Regions from separate parts of the Pan troglodytes genome. Here region 2 is linked to region 1. A link is a contact called in public Hi-C data. All regions are on one chromosome and are shown on one strand. The core of a region is the stretch at or near the end of the contact, and the rest is flanking DNA. Distances in the headings are between cores, read along the strand shown.

Region 1 (4,136 bases), core at 1,472-3,971:
AGTCTTTCTCTTCTTTCCGTGTAAAATAATTGCTGGTTTATCAAAACTAACCTCATGCTTGCACTACAGATATGGTTTATCTCCTGCTATTTGGAAATAACAACAAGCAAGAAAAGTTGTCCGTATCATGTGATTTTGTACAGAGTGTGTGCAATTATTTTTCCAGTCTCATTCATAATTAGTACTTGGGGATATGTGCCAAGTGGAAATGGATAAGGGGAACATCCTTCCTAGCCTTTTAGGCCACCAGTGTCCTTTTCCAATTTTTAAGCTGCTGTCACTGGACTCTGGCATTTCTTACCCAATTCATTTGCTTTCTGTGTTAATCATATGCAATGAAGATATGCATGGCCAACATTTAAACAGGCTGCAGATCAATTAGCAGTCTTAAGTTTATCTGATTTTTATCAAAGAAGACAGAGCTGTGGGTCGATTGTCAGAGCCTGTGTCAAGTTGACCTTTTCAGAGATGTCTACATTGCCAGTCCCCTGGGCAACTTGTTGTCCCCTGTTAGTCTCTGAATGGCAGAAGTCTGTTCTGCTCAAGCACAAAGTATACACAGATGTCTATATTACATTCTTATAGGTTTGACAGCAACTGCATGTTGTATCTATAAACTGTCCTTTAGCAGTGACACTTCCTCAATGATGATAAGCTAATTTATGCAACTAAATCTCCTTTGTGCAGAAATGAAAGCTAATTGAGTCATTACAAAGTAATTCAGGAAGGAATACCTTGTATAAATTGGCTTACTTTATAAATCCTTCTCAAGTGGTTTTCATGCATCCTAAATGGGACTAAGCAGCTTATCAGCCATAAGATACCCAAGCCAAAAATGCCAACTTTGGGGAGCTGTGTAAACATCTTTAGAACAGTAAGAACATGGATAAAATGAAAGTGAACAAAAGCAAAATAAGGTTTGCCAAGAAGCTACACAATTCATTACCTGAGGTGTGATGGACACTATCCTGACTCATCTTCCTTTGTTCTTCCACTTTCACTGGAGCACTGTCCTCTTCTTCTTCTGTAAATAAACATTATCAATGGCACACTGAAGGGTTTTCTCAGGGATAATACTACAGTACTCACTCAATTTTAAAAGCAAAACTAAAAGTTTATAACACATAAACATTATTTTTCAAAGAATAAAATAACTCAAGATTCACAGTCCTTTTTCGACAATCTAACACTGAATAAATAAAATACTAGCTACTGCCAAATAGCAACCTTTCCAACTTTCCAAATAGCAAACTTTCCAACTTTCCAATAAAATACTAGCTACTTCCAAATAGCAATCTTTCCAACTGGCTTGGCAAAATTTAAGATATGTACTAATGCACTGCATGTTTTGTTTTAAATACTTTTAGAAACTCATCTGGAACAATCTTAATTTCAGGAAAACCCTTAAATCCAGTAAAGTAACACCCAGCGTTATACTGATACACCACATTGTACTGTGTGGCAGGAGTATCATATATAAAATCATGGTCCCTAAAACATCATATAGCAAGGAGAAATGTGTGATTAAAAATGCAGTTAACCTATAAATCATTTATTGAGTATCATATAATTTCATACGTTTTCTCACTTAATCTTCACAGGAAGATACTATAATGATCTTCATCCTTTGAGGTAATTCCCCCAAAATTATACCAAGGACCTATTATGTGTCATACACAATGCTGGATGTTAAAATCTCATAGACAAATAATTTTTAATCCTCATTCTACAGACAAGTTTATTTTTAGAGACTCAAAAAGGTGAAGTAACTTCCAAAGTGTGTCATTCGAACTTAAGTTTGTGATTATAAAGTCAATGTTCTTTATCCTACATATAATCAGTGCTCCATTTACATTTGTTCCACACTCACCTATACCATTCCTTCCCCAAATTATGCAAAGAAATAAGATAAAATTAAATGAGAAGAGCTTTAAATAGACTTAATAAACTAATTCATTTACACCAAGAAAAATATTTATTACATGATTTTTCCTCACCTAAGGATTTGCATACAAACCTAGAAATACTTAAGGCAGGACATATAAACAAATGGCATGCCAAAGAAAAACTGGATTCAAAGAGAATCATAATTTCAAGAAAACTCCTAAAACTTTAAAGAAAAATATGCAAAATATATAAATGTAGTCATTGTAACTATTCAATCAATCAGTCAATCAATCTTCATTGGATATTAACTAACTGTGAGACAGAAGAGATCTACCAAGGAGGTAAAAGTAACAGGAAGCCTCTGCTCACAGGAAGCTGACAGCACAGATGGGACAGAAGACAAGCTCTAAAGGAAAACAGGCTGAAGGGGCCTAAACCTGACAAGTGATGCACAAAGCACTGAAGAAGTGCAGCAGAGAAATCCCCCAACTAGGGAGCACCACGGAGGCTCCAAGGGATGGAGAGAGTTTAAATAAGGAGAGAGGATAAGAAGGATATTTCCGGAGGGATAGGTATGATCTTTAAAAGAAAAAGGCATGTTCATATTCATTTTGACTAAAGAATCTGGTACACATAGGGGAAGAGCTGGGTAGGAGTTACGCTCATAGTTTGGACCAGCTGTTGAGGGGCCATGAACATCTTGTTATGGACTGCAGGCTTTTATTTGGTGGGCAATAAGAGCCTTAGAAGGTTTTTTGAGCAGAGAAAGGGCAGGACTGAAGCTATGCTTCAGGAATGGACATCTGATCCCATTGTCTCAGACAGCCTAAAAAAGGGGCGGGGAGAGAGACTACTGTGGATAAAGGGGAAGTCCTGAACTGAAGGGGCAAAGGAAATGGAAAGGAGATGGTTATAAGAGGTAAAGGAACTAGAATGGATAAGCTTTGTGCCTGAATGTGGAGGAATGAGGGGGGAAAAAGAGCAACAAAGGATGGCTAAGGTTTTGAGCTTAGTTAACTGAGAAATGGACATATTATTACTAAAAGGAGGATAGCCAAAATAATCTATCTTACTGGGGAACACAAAGAGTCGTGTTTTCAACAGGAGGAATTTAATGTATTGGTGAGGCAACCCAGAGAACATGTCTGGGCAACTGCAAAGTATGGTAGAGCAGTCAGGACTACAGGTGGAAATTTAGGAGTCTCCTGAAAATGTTAAATGGGGATGAATCAAAATCAGCATTTCAACCAAGCTTGAGGGTAGCTGTACTTACACGACAAATAGAACTGTTCTGAATTTCTGTAACTCAATTCAAACAAAATAATGACAACTCCAATATAAGGGACACCTGAAAATATCTGGCATTTTATTCATATTGTTAAACATAACACTGACAATTTAATATGGTTCAGTCAAATATATAGAAGACCTAATAAAAGTATACCACTCTTTTAAAAAGTATCCTGTCTCTTTTCTTTTTAACAATAGTTATCTCACTTATGCCAAACCTTAAAGGCTAGCTTTAATAAATGGGTTAATAGGGTGTTTCCATATAAATTTTTAAAGGTAGAAGGAACGTTTACAGTCATTATTCCAACCTACTCATTTTATTGACAGATAATTTGGTAAAAGGTGAAGGAGAAAGCTTTCCTTACTTTTCACACTTTCTTTCCATAGCACCCACTCCCCTTTTAATTTAGTCACAAATTCAATAGTAAGAAATAAATTAAAAAATGGATAAAGGCACTCGTCCTCAGTCAAAAGCTATAACCGCATCAAAACAATAAGTATTATTAGTGGCTTTTAAGAAGAGACTGTGGGGGCTGGGCATGGTCGGTCACGCCTGTAATCGCAGCACTTTGAGAGGCCCAGGCGGGTGGATCACCTGAGATCAGGAGTTCGAGACAAGCCTGGCCAACATGGCAAAACCACGTCTCTACTAAAAATACAAAAACTAGCATGGCATGGTGACAGGCGCTTGTAATCTCAGCTACTCAGGAGACTGAGGCAGGAGAATCGCTTGAACCCGGGAGGCGGAGGTTGCAATGAGCTGAGATCGCGCCACTGCACTCCAGCCTGGGCGACAAGAGTGAAGCTCCATCTCAAAAAAAAAAAAAAAAAAAAAAAAAAAGAGACTGTGGGATTTAGATTTCACCACCCAAATCAGCATGAACATATAAAAATTCATTACAAGACTTAATGAAAAAACTCTGCTCTTTGACAAAGTTAACAATGAATTTAGAAGTATT
Region 2 (4,793 bases), core at 1,563-4,062, 400 kb after region 1:
GCCAAATACACGGATGCTTAAGCATACCTGAAACTTGAGTATATTTATTTATTACAGACATCCTAAGACCCGTAAACTCTGCTCTGGATCATATCACTCCAGGATCTCAGAGCTGTTCATGATTGTACAGGAAAGGGGGAATATCATAGGCTCACAAAGGATAACTGACAGAACTCAGTGTGGTACTTTGGGGACATCAAACATTGTGCGACATGCAAAAGACTATTCACGAATAACACAAAATATACATTCATTGTGCCATCCATCACATTAACAATTGAGCTGAAAATACATTATATCCAGCTAAGATAACTGTGGAAGGAAGAAATTGGTTTGAATAATACTTTTAGGTTCTGAATAACCCAGCACAAATTTTAAACAGAGGGTGGCCCGAGAAGAAAGGGGTAGAGATTGGGAAAGACTTAGCACAGGAAGCCGGGTTTCTGAAGTTTGTGCTCTGCAGGGCTTCTTAACTGTAAGAACAAATCAAGGCTACCCTCTGAGGCATCTGATTGGGTTTAAATGAGGGAATTTTTTCTTTCACCTATAAAATTGTACCAGTTTAGAGAGTTTGCCCACCCTGTTTTAGTAACCTAAACATTTCTAGAAAATCTGTATAAAGATAAATCTCTTAGGACAAAGTATTTACAACCAGCAAACTCACACACATGAAAATGACTTAAATTAAGGGATGAATTAATTGTGTAAACATATAGTGCATCTCTTCTTCCTGAGCTCCTGGACTCGCCTTTCGCTATATCCTACTTTCAAGGACAAGGGAGGGGAGAGCTGTACATATAATTAGATAAAAGATGAGAAGATTCCTTCTGGCATGTTTCTGTCGGCAAAGGGAACTATTTTCCAAAAGGTCATCTGAAAGGAACAGTAGGTTCTGTGAATTCTCCTAAAAGCAGGAGGGATGTTAAGGCCCACCAGAAAATGTATGCTGGCACCCAATCTGGATGAAGGTGTTAACCCCGCACCAAGTCTCTGGTCCAGAATTATCTGCAAACATATTATCCTGGCCAGGAGCTCCCCAGATAGGATTAGAAAGGAAGAAAGAGACTGTAAATGGAAAGAAAGATAAGCTAAGCATGTGCTTTGGGTAAGAAGTCCCAGCCCAAGGAGATGCCTGGGCTGTTGTCTGGGGCTGGAGCCGCCTCAGTGGGAGGTAGTCAGAGTGTCTGAGGTAGAAGACCCCGGGGAAGGAACGCAGGGCGAAGAGCTGGACTTCTCTGAGGATTCCTCGGCCTTCTCGTCGTTTCCTGGCGGGGTGGCCGGAGAGATGGGCAAGAGACCCTCCTTCTCACGTTTCTTTTGCTTCATTCGGCGGTTCTGGAACCAGATCTTCACTTGGGTCTCGTTGAGCTGCAGGGATGCAGCGATCTCCACCCTGCGGGCGCGCGTCAGGTACTTGTTGAAGTGGAACTCCTTCTCCAGTTCCGTGAGCTGCTTGGTAGTGAAGTTGGTGCGCACCGCGTTGGGTTGACCCAGGTAGCCGTACTCTCCAACTTTCCCTGGGGCAAAGTGGGAAGCCATGAGACGGAAATGTAAAAATTTTAAAATCGACTTGAGATTCCCCACACGCTTCATGGCAACACTCAGGTAAAGAAAAGATCAAGAACTCAGCACAAATCGGGCTGTGGAGGGTGAGTGATGAGGTGTAAAGTGTTAACCTGATGTAAACCATTAGCATGGTCAGACCGGTGATTAATGGAGCCTTAAGATATTAACAGAACACTACCGTCACAATAACCACCCCCACATACTTCCTATTTCCCAAATGTATAAAATCCTTGAAAACACACCAATCCCTGAGACTTCTTTGCCCCAACACCTCTGGGCACCCTCTCCATGCACTACAACACTAGTCTGATACAAAAGCCTTAAAAAAAAAATCATTATTAATTTCCTTGGAAATTAAGCATACCAGCTCCTTCCAGAATAATCAAGGAGCATCCACCAACCAGCAGGACTGACCTGTTTTGGGAGGGTTTCTTTTGACTTTCATCCAGTCAAAAGTCTGCGCTGGAGAAGATGTCTCCGATGCAGGGGAGCGACAGGCTTCTTGGTGGCTGGCGTGGAGAGGGGACAAGGAGTTATTATACGTAGCCAGGGCCAGGCTCTGGTGCTCCTGTCCATATGAGTGGTGAATGTATTGAGGCGAGCCCACCGCGCCCCCAGCATAACCCTGGTGGTGGTGGTGATGCTGGACCATGGAAGATGAGAGATTTCCAGAGTAAACAGCGGGAGCGCACTGGGGGTACCCACCACTTACGTCTGCTTCCTGATTTAACGCGTAGGGGCTGTAAGGCGCACTGAAGTTCTGTGAGCCATAGCTTGGACCACAACTCGAGTGGGAGTAGGACACCCCCAGGTTCCCGGAAGTCTGGTAGGTAGCCGGCTGGGGGTGGTGATGGTGGTGGTGGTGGTGGTGGTGGGGCGAACCGATCTGCACCCCCCTGCCCATTAGGAAGCGGTCGTCGCCGCCGCAACTGTTGGCACTGACCGCGCACGACTGGAAAGTTGTAATCCCATGGTCCGAGGGGTAGGCTCGGGCTGGGCAGGTCCCCGAGTCGCCACTGCTAAGTATGGGGTATTCCAGGAAGGAGTTCATTCTTGCATTGTCCATCTGTCACTGAGTGACCTGGTCCTGCGAAGCCCGGCGTGACTGTGCCAACTTTCTCACTTCCTCCATGGGGCCGGAGAAGAAAAATGATATGAATGTACAGTGCGCAAGAGGGGGGGCGGGAGGGCGGAGGACGCTGGAGGAGGGGCACGTGACGGTGTCAGCCAATGGCTGAGCCTCCTGCAAAAGTTTGCCGGCTTCCGCAGTGATGGATCACCGTTTCAGTGGCATTTAAATCCCCGGCGCTCCGCCGTCTAGGTGACGCGCAGTCGCCCCCCCAGGCAGCCTAGGCGGCGGCAGCTGCTGCGGCGACTGCAAAGGCCGATTTGGAGTGCTGGAACGAAGAAGAGCAAAAGCTGCCTTCTGCGCGCGCCCGACTCCGCTGCCCGCCCCGCCAGGCCTCCGGGAGGTGGGGGCTGGGAGGCGTCCCCCGCTCCCGCCCCCTCCCCACCGTGCAATGAAAGATGAACTGGCGAGAGGTGAGAAGGGAAGAGGGCTCCCGGCTCTCTCGGGGCGGGAATCAGTGGGCCAGAGCTCGCCGGGTGGCCGCAAGTACGCCGGCCCAGCCCGCAGCGCGCCCAGCCGGAAGGCGGGGAATCCGGCTGACACCGCGCCCCGGGTTCCCAGGTCACCTCCTCTGTTCTGAGGCTGGGCTGGGAGACCGTGGGGCTGTGAGGAGCGCATAGAACCGTGGTGGAGGGCGAGGCTGGGCCACCGGCCCTTCAAGCTCGGAATGGAGGGGGAAGAGCGCAGAGGGCTGGCTGGGAGGAACTTGGGTGGGCGTGAAGGAGACGAGGGCAAGAAAAGAAACTTCCCTTCTTCCAGGAGGGTCTTCGAAACCCTCTCCCCACAGCCCCTCTCGTCATTAGCATGGCAATGAGGAGTTTCTGTAATTCGACTTGGAGGGGCGGATGAGCCCTGGAAACTCAGAGCTCGCCGGAAAAGGCCGGGGGCGGCCGGGCTCTTCTTCCCCACCTTCCCTCTCTCGTCGCTCTCCGCCCCTTTCTCTTTCCCACTCAGTTTTGCACCGGGAGCCCTCCGGGATGCGGAGCTACTCGACCGCCGGATTTTTAGGGGTAGGAGGCGGGGGAGAGAGAGATGACGCTGGCGGACGTGGCCAGCGTGGGGGCCGGGCCGTGCGCTGCAGGCCATCTGCCGGCGCCCCGAGACCCAGGAGCCTCCGCGCTCCCGCGTGGGCCTCACAGGGCCGGTCCACAGCTCCAACATAGTAGCTGAACTCCCTTCGTTGCGTTCCTCTTTTTCTGGAGGGGAATGTTAGAAGAGAGAGAGAGCTTCCTTTTATAACCTTCCTCATTCTGCTGCACGTCTAGAGTGGGTGTGGGGGCTGGCAGGTGGGAGGGGCGGTGGACAAATGGCTGATGGTGGACGGGACACTTTACCCCAACGACACCTCCTCCCCTTTCCAACTGGCTGTGTAGTTGCTTATGAGAACCTTCAAGTCCTTCCCTAGAGAGACACATGCAAATCTGAGCGTCATCCCAGGCCAGGGGTCCTGTTCCTCATCACCCTACTTCCCTGAGGCTGCTGAGGTCGTTAAATTGTTGTTTACTATTAGGTTTCACGTCAACCCTGGGCTTGTAGAGAGAAAAAGCCAAACGGAGACCAAGAATTGATGCAGTCTTGGGTAGGAGAAATCGAGAGCTTGTCCAGGAAGCTTTGCTGTATAAATTATAAGCAATGCTGTATAAATTTTACTCCAACCATGTGTACAATGTTGGAATCAGATGAAATTTATAGTGAATGAATGTATGTGGGTTTGGGGTTTCCACTCCCCTTCAGCCTTTCCTCCCCTGTTAGAACAAGGAAGGTTTTTTTTTTTTTTTCAAGAAAGGTACATTTCAAATATGTTAGTCACCCTTTCAGTCTTCTGTATTCTGTTCTCCACGTACCGAAGTTCCCCCAAACCTGTCCTCTCAAGAGAGAAAACCCATGCTGACTCTGGACTCCCTCAGTAACAATGAAACATTCTCCCCAAACATTTCCTTTCAGAATAGTATTTGTGACTTTGATCCATCCCAAGCATGGTTAAGAGGGAGCACGAGCAGGAAAGGCCCACTTTCTGGGGTTGGGCAGCCACCCCTGCCCCAGTTTCGGCTCCTGGGAATCCTCCGACTGGAGAAGGGGAAAGGCAAGGCAGTCCTCC

What was found. Hi-C and Micro-C count contacts between places; a contact is called where the count stands out from the background.
Region 2: a contact with region 1 is called in a Hi-C map of induced pluripotent stem cells, with 2.5 times the contacts expected there. The contact joins the promoter of HOXA1 here to the enhancer-like site in region 1. A contact is called at or near these places in 1 of 7 Hi-C or Micro-C datasets (induced pluripotent stem cells) and 1 of 1 other capture datasets (stem cell-derived neural stem cells).

The regions. Positions count from the first base shown.
Region 1 is chr6:32,494,115-32,498,250 of NHGRI_mPanTro3-v2.0_pri, forward strand. It overlaps SKAP2 (src kinase associated phosphoprotein 2), which reads right to left. Exons shown (of 13, transcript XM_009452811.4): 10 at 947-1,024. Among named protein-coding and RNA genes, the nearest start is that of SKAP2, 170 kb to the right of the region's middle. Within about 2 kb of position 2,722, at least 1 of the 24 cell types and tissues checked has an H3K27ac peak or open chromatin away from gene starts, as enhancers often do. A contact at or near this core is called in induced pluripotent stem cells, where this site is marked.
Region 2 is chr6:32,897,401-32,902,193 of NHGRI_mPanTro3-v2.0_pri, forward strand. HOXA1 (homeobox A1) reads right to left here and starts at 2,813. Exons shown (of 3, transcript XM_063815279.1): 1 at 2,279-2,813; 2 at 1,981-2,075; 3 at 27-1,517. The coding sequence starts at 2,632. The coding sequence ends at 2,016. LOC134810527 (a long non-coding RNA gene) reads left to right here and starts at 2,852. Exons shown (of 3, transcript XR_010158824.1): 1 at 2,852-3,108; 2 at 4,640-4,793.